Linked DNA regions of Mus musculus: region 2 is linked to region 1. The links are chromatin contacts, called in public HiChIP or PLAC-seq maps. All regions are on one chromosome and are shown on one strand. Each heading gives the region's core, a stretch centred on a gene start, on an enhancer-like site or on the middle of the called end of the contact. The rest is flanking DNA. Distances are from core to core; before and after follow the strand shown.

The links. HiChIP or PLAC-seq counts read pairs in DNA pulled down with a chosen protein or histone mark.
Region 2: an H3K27ac HiChIP or PLAC-seq map of extraembryonic endoderm stem cells shows a contact between it and region 1. The contact joins the promoter of Platr22 here to the promoter of Kif14 in region 1. A contact is called at or near these places in 1 of 15 datasets of contacts at CTCF or cohesin (the NIH/3T3 cell line), 1 of 484 Hi-C or Micro-C datasets (embryonic stem cells), 4 of 115 datasets of contacts at active chromatin or transcription factors (embryonic stem cells, extraembryonic endoderm stem cells and memory CD8 T cells) and 1 of 9 other capture datasets (liver).

The regions. Positions count from the first base shown.
Region 1 is chr1:136,466,321-136,470,122 of GRCm38.p6, forward strand. It overlaps Kif14 (kinesin family member 14), which reads left to right and starts at 1,528. Exons shown (of 29, transcript NM_001287179.2): 1 at 1,528-2,854. The coding sequence starts at 1,638.
Region 2 is chr1:136,694,046-136,697,914 of GRCm38.p6, forward strand. It overlaps Platr22 (pluripotency associated transcript 22), which reads left to right and starts at 2,166. Exons shown (of 5, transcript NR_037986.1): 1 at 2,166-2,346. It also overlaps the pseudogene Gm24086.

The DNA.
Region 1 (3,802 bases), core at 278-2,777:
ACGCTACGCCCAGCGACCAATCAGGAAGCGAGGCGCGCATTCAAATTGCCGCAGCCACGGGAGCCTGTGCCGGGAATGGTGAGTGTCGAGGTCTTAGGAGTGGGAAGCGCCTCCGAGCTGAGAGCGCTGAGGTTGCTCGCCCAGCGAGCCGGTGGGCTGAGAGCGTTGCGGTGTTTGCCCAGCAGGCCGGGGTGCTTGGGTGGGTGGTGCGGCTCGGTCCCCTTTAGTCCGAGGGTCCCGGGCAAGGGGCGCGGGGCGTCGCTCTGTCCACCCGGAAGCCGAGAACAGCGCCGCGGAGCGTGGAGCGGCGAACTGGAGGGGTCCAGGTACACTGTCACAGCCTGGCAAGACTGCCAGAGTCGCCAGGAGCCTCGGCCTGTGGTCGTGACCGACTTCTCTTGTCTTCCTTCCAGTCCTCTTGGAGATCTGATGGCCGAAATTCTGCAAACAAAAATCATGTTGATCTATGCAAAGAGCAAATGGCTTTTAGTTTCTAAGACAAAGATATATTGTCCCTAATTTCACCTCATATTGGGAGGGTTCTGTATTTTCACTGAAAGTTTAGCGGGAGATGCTTATACTCGAACTCTTTCTTTCTTCCTACAATGTCTCTTTGTCAAACTTTTAAAAATGAGCTTCTGGTAATTTGTTCCTTGATTGTAACAATGTCCAAATAGTTTGAATCAGTGACATTTTGTAAGGTAGACTCAGGAATTCAATTTTAAAGAGTTGTTTACGTCCATTTAAGGAGCATGACGAAGAGTGGCATTTGCACTGTTCTGTTTTAGATAATGCCTGGCAGATATTGTTGGCCTATATTTACCTATATGTGTGTAAACGCATGCCTGTCTAGTTTGTTGTATAATGAAGAAGTGACAGATAGTGTAGTTGTCTAACTTGAGGGGGTGTGGGCATCGGTGACAGTGTCAGGCTGGCCTTGAAAGTTCCAGTCTCTCACCTCGGCCTCTCTAAGGCTGGGATCACAGGCACGGACCATCACACCTGGCTACACACGCAGTTTGTAGTGTATAATGTCTGTGGTACTTTCTTAAGAGTAGCCTCCTTTGTGACATCGTGTTAAACTCCTCTGTAGGCATTCTTGTATTTAGGATACATTGACAAGTGTTCAGAAACCTACTTTGCTGCAGACTAATCAGACTAGATGCTATGATTCCAAGCTGGGGGCACTTAAAGTATGCTGACATACAGGTGTTGACCTTTCTTGAATCACTTTGTTGAGATTAAGGTCACCTGTAAGCTCCTTCTAAGCTGAGGAAATAAGGATGGGGAGGTCCTGTCTTTGAAGTCTGCAGTGTCTGTGGGTGCCTTGCTCCTAAGGGAACCCTCAGTAGATATTTGTTGAATAACAAGTGAAGTCCTTCGAGGGTGGAGATTGTAGGAGGCTGTGTGGAGGTGCAGTGGGAAGTGGTTTAGTCCAATGCATCCTCTGAGAGTTTGCTTCTGTAGTAGGAAGATCTCTCTCTTTTTAAAGTTTGTAGTAACCGTTTTATTTTTCATTTTTTGTAGTCGGCCAGATATTTTGTTGGAAACTGAAAAGAACAAAATGCCCAGCACCCCGACAAGGATCTGAAGGGCTTAGATCCTTCACATCCTCTTAAAAATCGCTTGCTGCCAAGATGTCAGTACACACTTCGCATAGCAGACACAACATCGGAAGCCTGGAGGTTTCTTCTTCACAGAAGATTTCAGCATCCAGTGGCCTCGTCCACAGCAGCCGGCTGGAACTGCACTTGAAGGCAGATATGTCAGAGTGTGAGAATCATGATCCATTCGTGAATGCTGGAAGTAAAACCATCGACATAAATAGCACTTATGTTATCTCTGCCTGTAAAAAAACAAGAGAGACTCCTGTTACCTCTGACCCCCGGAGACTGAGCCTCCAGAGAAGGGCTACTTGTGGGGACAGAGAGTCGTCTTTACTTGGAAGTGAGTTGGGAAACAGAAGAACAGCAGACACAAGTCTTAGGTTACAACGGCGGCACGGTAGAGCGGATTATGTGGGAAAGTGGGAGACATTGAATCCTGTGGGAGGTAACCCAGGAAGTGACTCTGCCTCCCAGGCATCGAGGACAGAAGCAAAGGGTGTAAATAATGATACCCGTGTCCTGTCGTCTGTCGTCTCCGTGAAAGACTCCAACGACACCGGGTTGACGAGATGCAAAGACCCAGGTCCTCCCGTTGGTGCCTCTAATGAAAAGGTGACAGTTAAGGACACAAACAGTAGAGCGCCTGTGGGTTCCCAGCGTCAGACTGAAGCTATGAGATCAGGACACTTAGTGGTGCAACTGACCGAGAGCAAGTCTGATACCCCAGTGTCAGGAGGAAGAAACTCACACCGTGGGAATGCTGGCAAGGACACTGCTAAACAAGTCGGTACATTTGGAAGCTCAGATACAAGAACCCCAGTGAAATGTGTTTTAGAACACAGATGGACACCAAGGCATGACCCGCCTCCACCGAAAAGCCCAGCTTTATCCACACCGAAAAACAATGGGAAGGACATCCCGAAACATGGCAGTACATTCAGAAGCGCGAGCTCAGAATCGAGGACCCCGGTAAAATGTGTCCCAGAACACAGATGGACACCAAGGCATGACCTGCCTCCACCGAAAAGCCCAGCTTTATCCACACTGAAAAACAGGATTGCAAGCCCTCGAGTTAAACCGAGGCCCAAAAGTTCTCTTTTTGCAAATAAAAGGGAAAGCTCACGAGAAAGCACACTCCCTCCAGAAGAAAACAGTCTAGTTCAGAAGACCTTTACAGAGCCAGACTCCTTAAAAGTAGAGAACAGTCAGGTGACCGTGGCGGTGCGCGTGAGGCCTTTCAGCAAAAGGTACGTCCGGCGTGTTAGCTCTCAGGCCGAGAATTCCATGTCATTATGTGTCTGTAAGACTCTGCTTCTAGAAAGCCAGTGTCTTTAAAGTCATTGGCATTTTCTCTTGGTACGGGGAATTGAACCCAAGACCCCATGTAGGTAGATATAATTGAGCCACATCTTCAGCCCACCAGTGTTTAGGCTTTGATTGTAGTTATACTGGTTATTTTTATAATAGAATACAAAATTAAAATCTATATTTTATACCCATATATAGGCATACACACACAAACACATACCTCTTTTAGAAACCGAGCCAGGCAGGATTGTGCACACTTTTAATCCCAGCATTTGGGAGGAGGAGGCAGGTGGATCTTTGGATTTGAAGCCAGGCTGGTTTGCGAAACAAGTTCCAAGCCAGCCAAAGCTACAGAGTGAGGCCTGGACCTAATGTGGCCAGGGGCAGGGGGAGGTGCCCTGAGTGAGTCATTTCATTCTCTCATGCAATCGCCTCTCAAATCTTTGATTTGTAGTGCTTGGGAATGTCTTCTTTCCTTTCAAAGAGCCACACAAGCTCATAGCTTCCCCAGAGAATGTTCTAGAATGGCATTCATCAACCGTATCACCTGCATTTGGTACATAGTGCTCATAAATGCAGAGGCTTAGCACACTTGATTTTGAAGGCATAGAATATTTCTTTAAAGGTGATTGCAGTTGGCGAGTCACAGATTATTGATAAGACTTTTAAAAAGTCAGCTGGGTGTGGAGGCCAGGCCTTTGGTCCCAGAGCTCACAGGCAGATCCCTAAATTCAAGGCCAGCCTGGTCTACAGAGTTAGTTCCAGGAAAGCCAGGGCTACACAGAGAAACCCTGTCTTTAAAAAAAAAAAAAAAGTAAAAATACTTATAAATGAGTGTATGCGTGTGCAATAAAATTGCTTGTAAGAATTTTTTTTTCTTTCTTTTT
Region 2 (3,869 bases), core at 916-3,415, 230 kb after region 1:
GAACTCAGAAATCCCCGCCTGCCTCTTCCTCCCAAGTGCTGGGATCAAAGGCGTGTGCCACCACACCCGGCTTGGTTCTTAAGTTTTTAAGTGGTTAGAAAAACCTAAGGCAGGAGAGGCAGGGTTGGGAGTGGGGGGATGACATCCTTGTGGAGACAGGGATGGGATGGGAGGAGGTATGGGATGTGGAACAGTCAGATGGTGGGCCAGGAGGGGAATAAATTTTGGAGTATAAATAAATAAATAAATAAATAAATAAATAAATAAATAAATAAAAGAAATCCTAAGTCTTTTTTTTTTAAAGATTTATTTACTTATTATATGTAATATACACTGTAGCTGTTTCAGACACACCAGAAGAGGGAGTCAGATCTTGTTACGGATGGTTGTGAGCCACCATGTGGTTGCTGGAATTTGAACTCTGGACCTTCGGAAGAACAGTCGGGTGCTCTTACCCACTGAGCCATCTCACCAGCCCCAAAATCCTAAGTCTTAACATATGAGATCATTCAAACGTTGAATCTCTCTGTGTGATTCTGCATGTATATTCATTTTTGCATATATATATACATATGTATATATATACCCAAACATACACATCTATATAAATATATAAACAAATATAGTTTTACTGGCCATAGCTGCATTAGTCATTTACATATTGTTTATGATTGCTTTCATTCTACAGAGCTGGTTATCAGTAGCAGACATTATGTCCTGAACCATAAACTTAACTCTTCCTCTCAGGGTGAAGAGAAATGGCAGTCCCCAATGCTTCTTTAATCTCAGTTAGTCACGGGCATACTTAACTCTCCTTCACGCAAAGCTTTTATTTATTCGACAAATACTTGCTGAGCACACCCCTTTTAAAACAATGTTTAACTCTGTCTCTGTGGTTAGGGAAGTGCATTCGGTGCCTGCCCTCAGCTCTCATCCTTTGGTTGCGATGGCCTTTGGTGACTGTGAGGGGAGAAAGGGAAGAGGTCCCATCCTTGGGTGCTTAGTGCAGCGGGGAGGTTTTGGAGGTAGGACCTGGCTCCTCAGACTGGGACACACCCACCTCCTACTTTGCGAGGCTTTGATCTTTGTGTCTGTGCCTCTGACCTCACTTCACATTGTAAAATGCTTCCGCAGGCGCCCTCTTCCCCTTCCAGCCCAACTTTCCATTTCCTCTGTCTTCTGTCCCAGGTGTTAAAGCTGTATTAACTAAAGATGGGCCAAGGGCACCGGAAAACCAGCTCTTGGCACTTAGGGCGTGTGCCCCAGAGCCAGCATACTTCAGGCTTTACATAGCCACTTTTTTTTTTTTTTTTTTTTTTTTTTTTTTTTTTTTTGAGACAGGGTTTGTATAGCCCTGGCTGTCCTGGAACTCTGTAGACCAGGCTGGCCTTGAACTCTGCAATCAGCCTGCCTCTGCCTCCCAAGTGCTGGGATTAAAGGCATGTGGCACCACTGCCCGGCTACGTAGCCAATTTAATCTGCTCTAGAAAAAAACCTTTCTTTCAAAAGCCAGGTACCTTTTATTCTGTTTCACAGATAGAAACCTTGAAGCTCAGAGAGGTGAAACAATTTGCCCAAGGTCTATTAAACAGAGGAGACTGGACTCTGAATTCAGACTGCAACTCCTGTTTGTAAGCTCTCAGTCATGTAGGTCAAGTGCCAGGCCAAGGAATTGGCATATTCTGTAATGCCAGGAAAGAGGTGAGTAGGAAGCGAGGCTACCTCACCCTGTCTCCCCTGGAAAACTGGTAGTGACAGACCAATGGATTTTGGATTTGAGCATTTCCCACCAAAGGACATAAATTCTAACAGGTAGGAAGTTCGGTGGTAGAGGAAAGCCAGGCATGCCTGAGGCCCAGTCCCCTCCATCAAAAACAAACGGACATCCTGACTTCTGACTACTCCTGGAGTAAGCAAGGGATAATTACCCACAATACCTGGGGCTGTGAATTCAGCAGAACTGACCAGACAGGCAAGGCCTAAGGTACAGGTGGAATGTTAATGACGATGCTAGAGAAAAGGGAGTGTCCAGTAAGTTTGGGGACCGCTGAGTGAGAGGCTTGTAAGATGTGGGCCTGGTGGATTCCTGTGCACAGCAGGGGGTTAGCCACCGCCCTGGGTCAGCAGGCACCTCTAAGGAGGAATGTTCCGAGGAATCAGTTTGGGAATGTGGCTTCAGGCCTGGCCGTTTCCTCTTTGTTTAGTTAGCGATTACCAAACACTTTTGTGTGGGTGCGGATCGGGCTACCGGACTGCCTTGAATCTCTGCTGCTTGCGCCCCGAAAAGGAAGAGGATCAGTACCACGTGACCACCGGCGGCAAGCTCCGTTAGGAAAAGATGTGAAGGTTAGTGAAACAAGATCATACTGGAGTTTTTTACAGAGCCTGGTGACTCAGGGATGGCTCGGTAAAAATACCTGTAGACTGAGGTCGTAGAAGCCGTCCTTGGTGACTAAGGTTTCACGTATCTCAGTTTGTCAAATTCTTTGTTAAGTGGTTCAAAACATTGAGAAAGACCTTAGGGCCCTAACAGAAACTTTCTTCTCAATGACACAGGAGGTCTCGGACTCTGAGTCAGTGGCCCTGGGCTCCAGAGCAAAGTAAGCATGGGAATGCATGGAATTTATTTGTAGTTTGCAGGAAATAAAGTGTTATTGTTAGGGACGTTTCCTGTCATAAACACACACACACACACACACACATATACATCAACACTTTAATTTGGCTTTAAAATAGCAACCTTAGATGTTGTTTTTGATCCAGGAACGTATGGGAAACCCCAAATTATATGTGTTTTGTGTTTTCTTTGCCTTTTTTGAATTTGTGGTGTAAGAATTCTCCATATTTCTCACAGATAGGATGTTAGATGTTTCTAGTTTCTTGGTGCTGTGCACGTAAAGATGTATGACTTCACTGTATGTGTGTGTGTAGGTGACACTGCAGTATAAATAGGGAGATTCTAGAGAGTTCTGTGATGCATTAGATATGAAAAACTAGCCTTTTGAGGCTGATGTGTAGCTCTGTGTCCCAGTACAAAAAGAGCAAAAAACTTAAAAAAATAAAACAACCTGGCGCACACCTTTAATCCCAGCACTCGGGAGGCAGAGGCAGGCGGATTTCTGAGTTCGAGGCCAGCCTGGTCTACAAAGTGAGTTCCAGGTCAGCCAGGGCTATACAGAGAAACCCTGTCTCGAAAAACTAAACAAACAAACAAACAAACAAAAAACCAACCCAAAACTAATAATAGCACTGGGACTCCCAATTAGGGAGGAAACTATTTATGTATGACATTCTCAAAAAGAAAATTTTAATTAAAAAAAAGAAAAGAGTGCTCACTTCGGCAGCACATATACTAAAATTGGAATGATACATCCTGGCCCCTGCTGCAAGGATGGCATGTAAATTTGTGAAGCGTTTCATAAATTAAAAAAAAAGAAAAGAAAAGAAAAGCAAGGTGGAGGGTGGTAAGCCTGCTTGGGGTGTGCCGGCGGGGGGGTGGGGGGTGGGGTGGGGGGCTTGGCAGAGTGCAGGATGTGGGGGTGGTGTGCGGGGGGGGGGGGGGGAGGGCGGGCGGGGGAGGTGCTGGGAAGGGAAGAAAGTCCAGCCTTCCTCCCCAGTGCTTCCCAAGGTTTTGGAAACTATCTTAGGGACTTTTCTTCTTGAGAGAGCAACACACATAGATATTCAACAGTTAGCACCGATGGTCTGGACCATCTACGAGTGTGGCTGAAGTGTTAAGGTCCTGGGGCTTATGTTAAGGAGTCAGTGTCCTGGGAGGTGTTAGGGTAGTGACCATTTGCCAGTTGATATATAAGGATGTTATTTTTATAATAATTTTAATTATTTGTGTATATAAGTATATATATTGG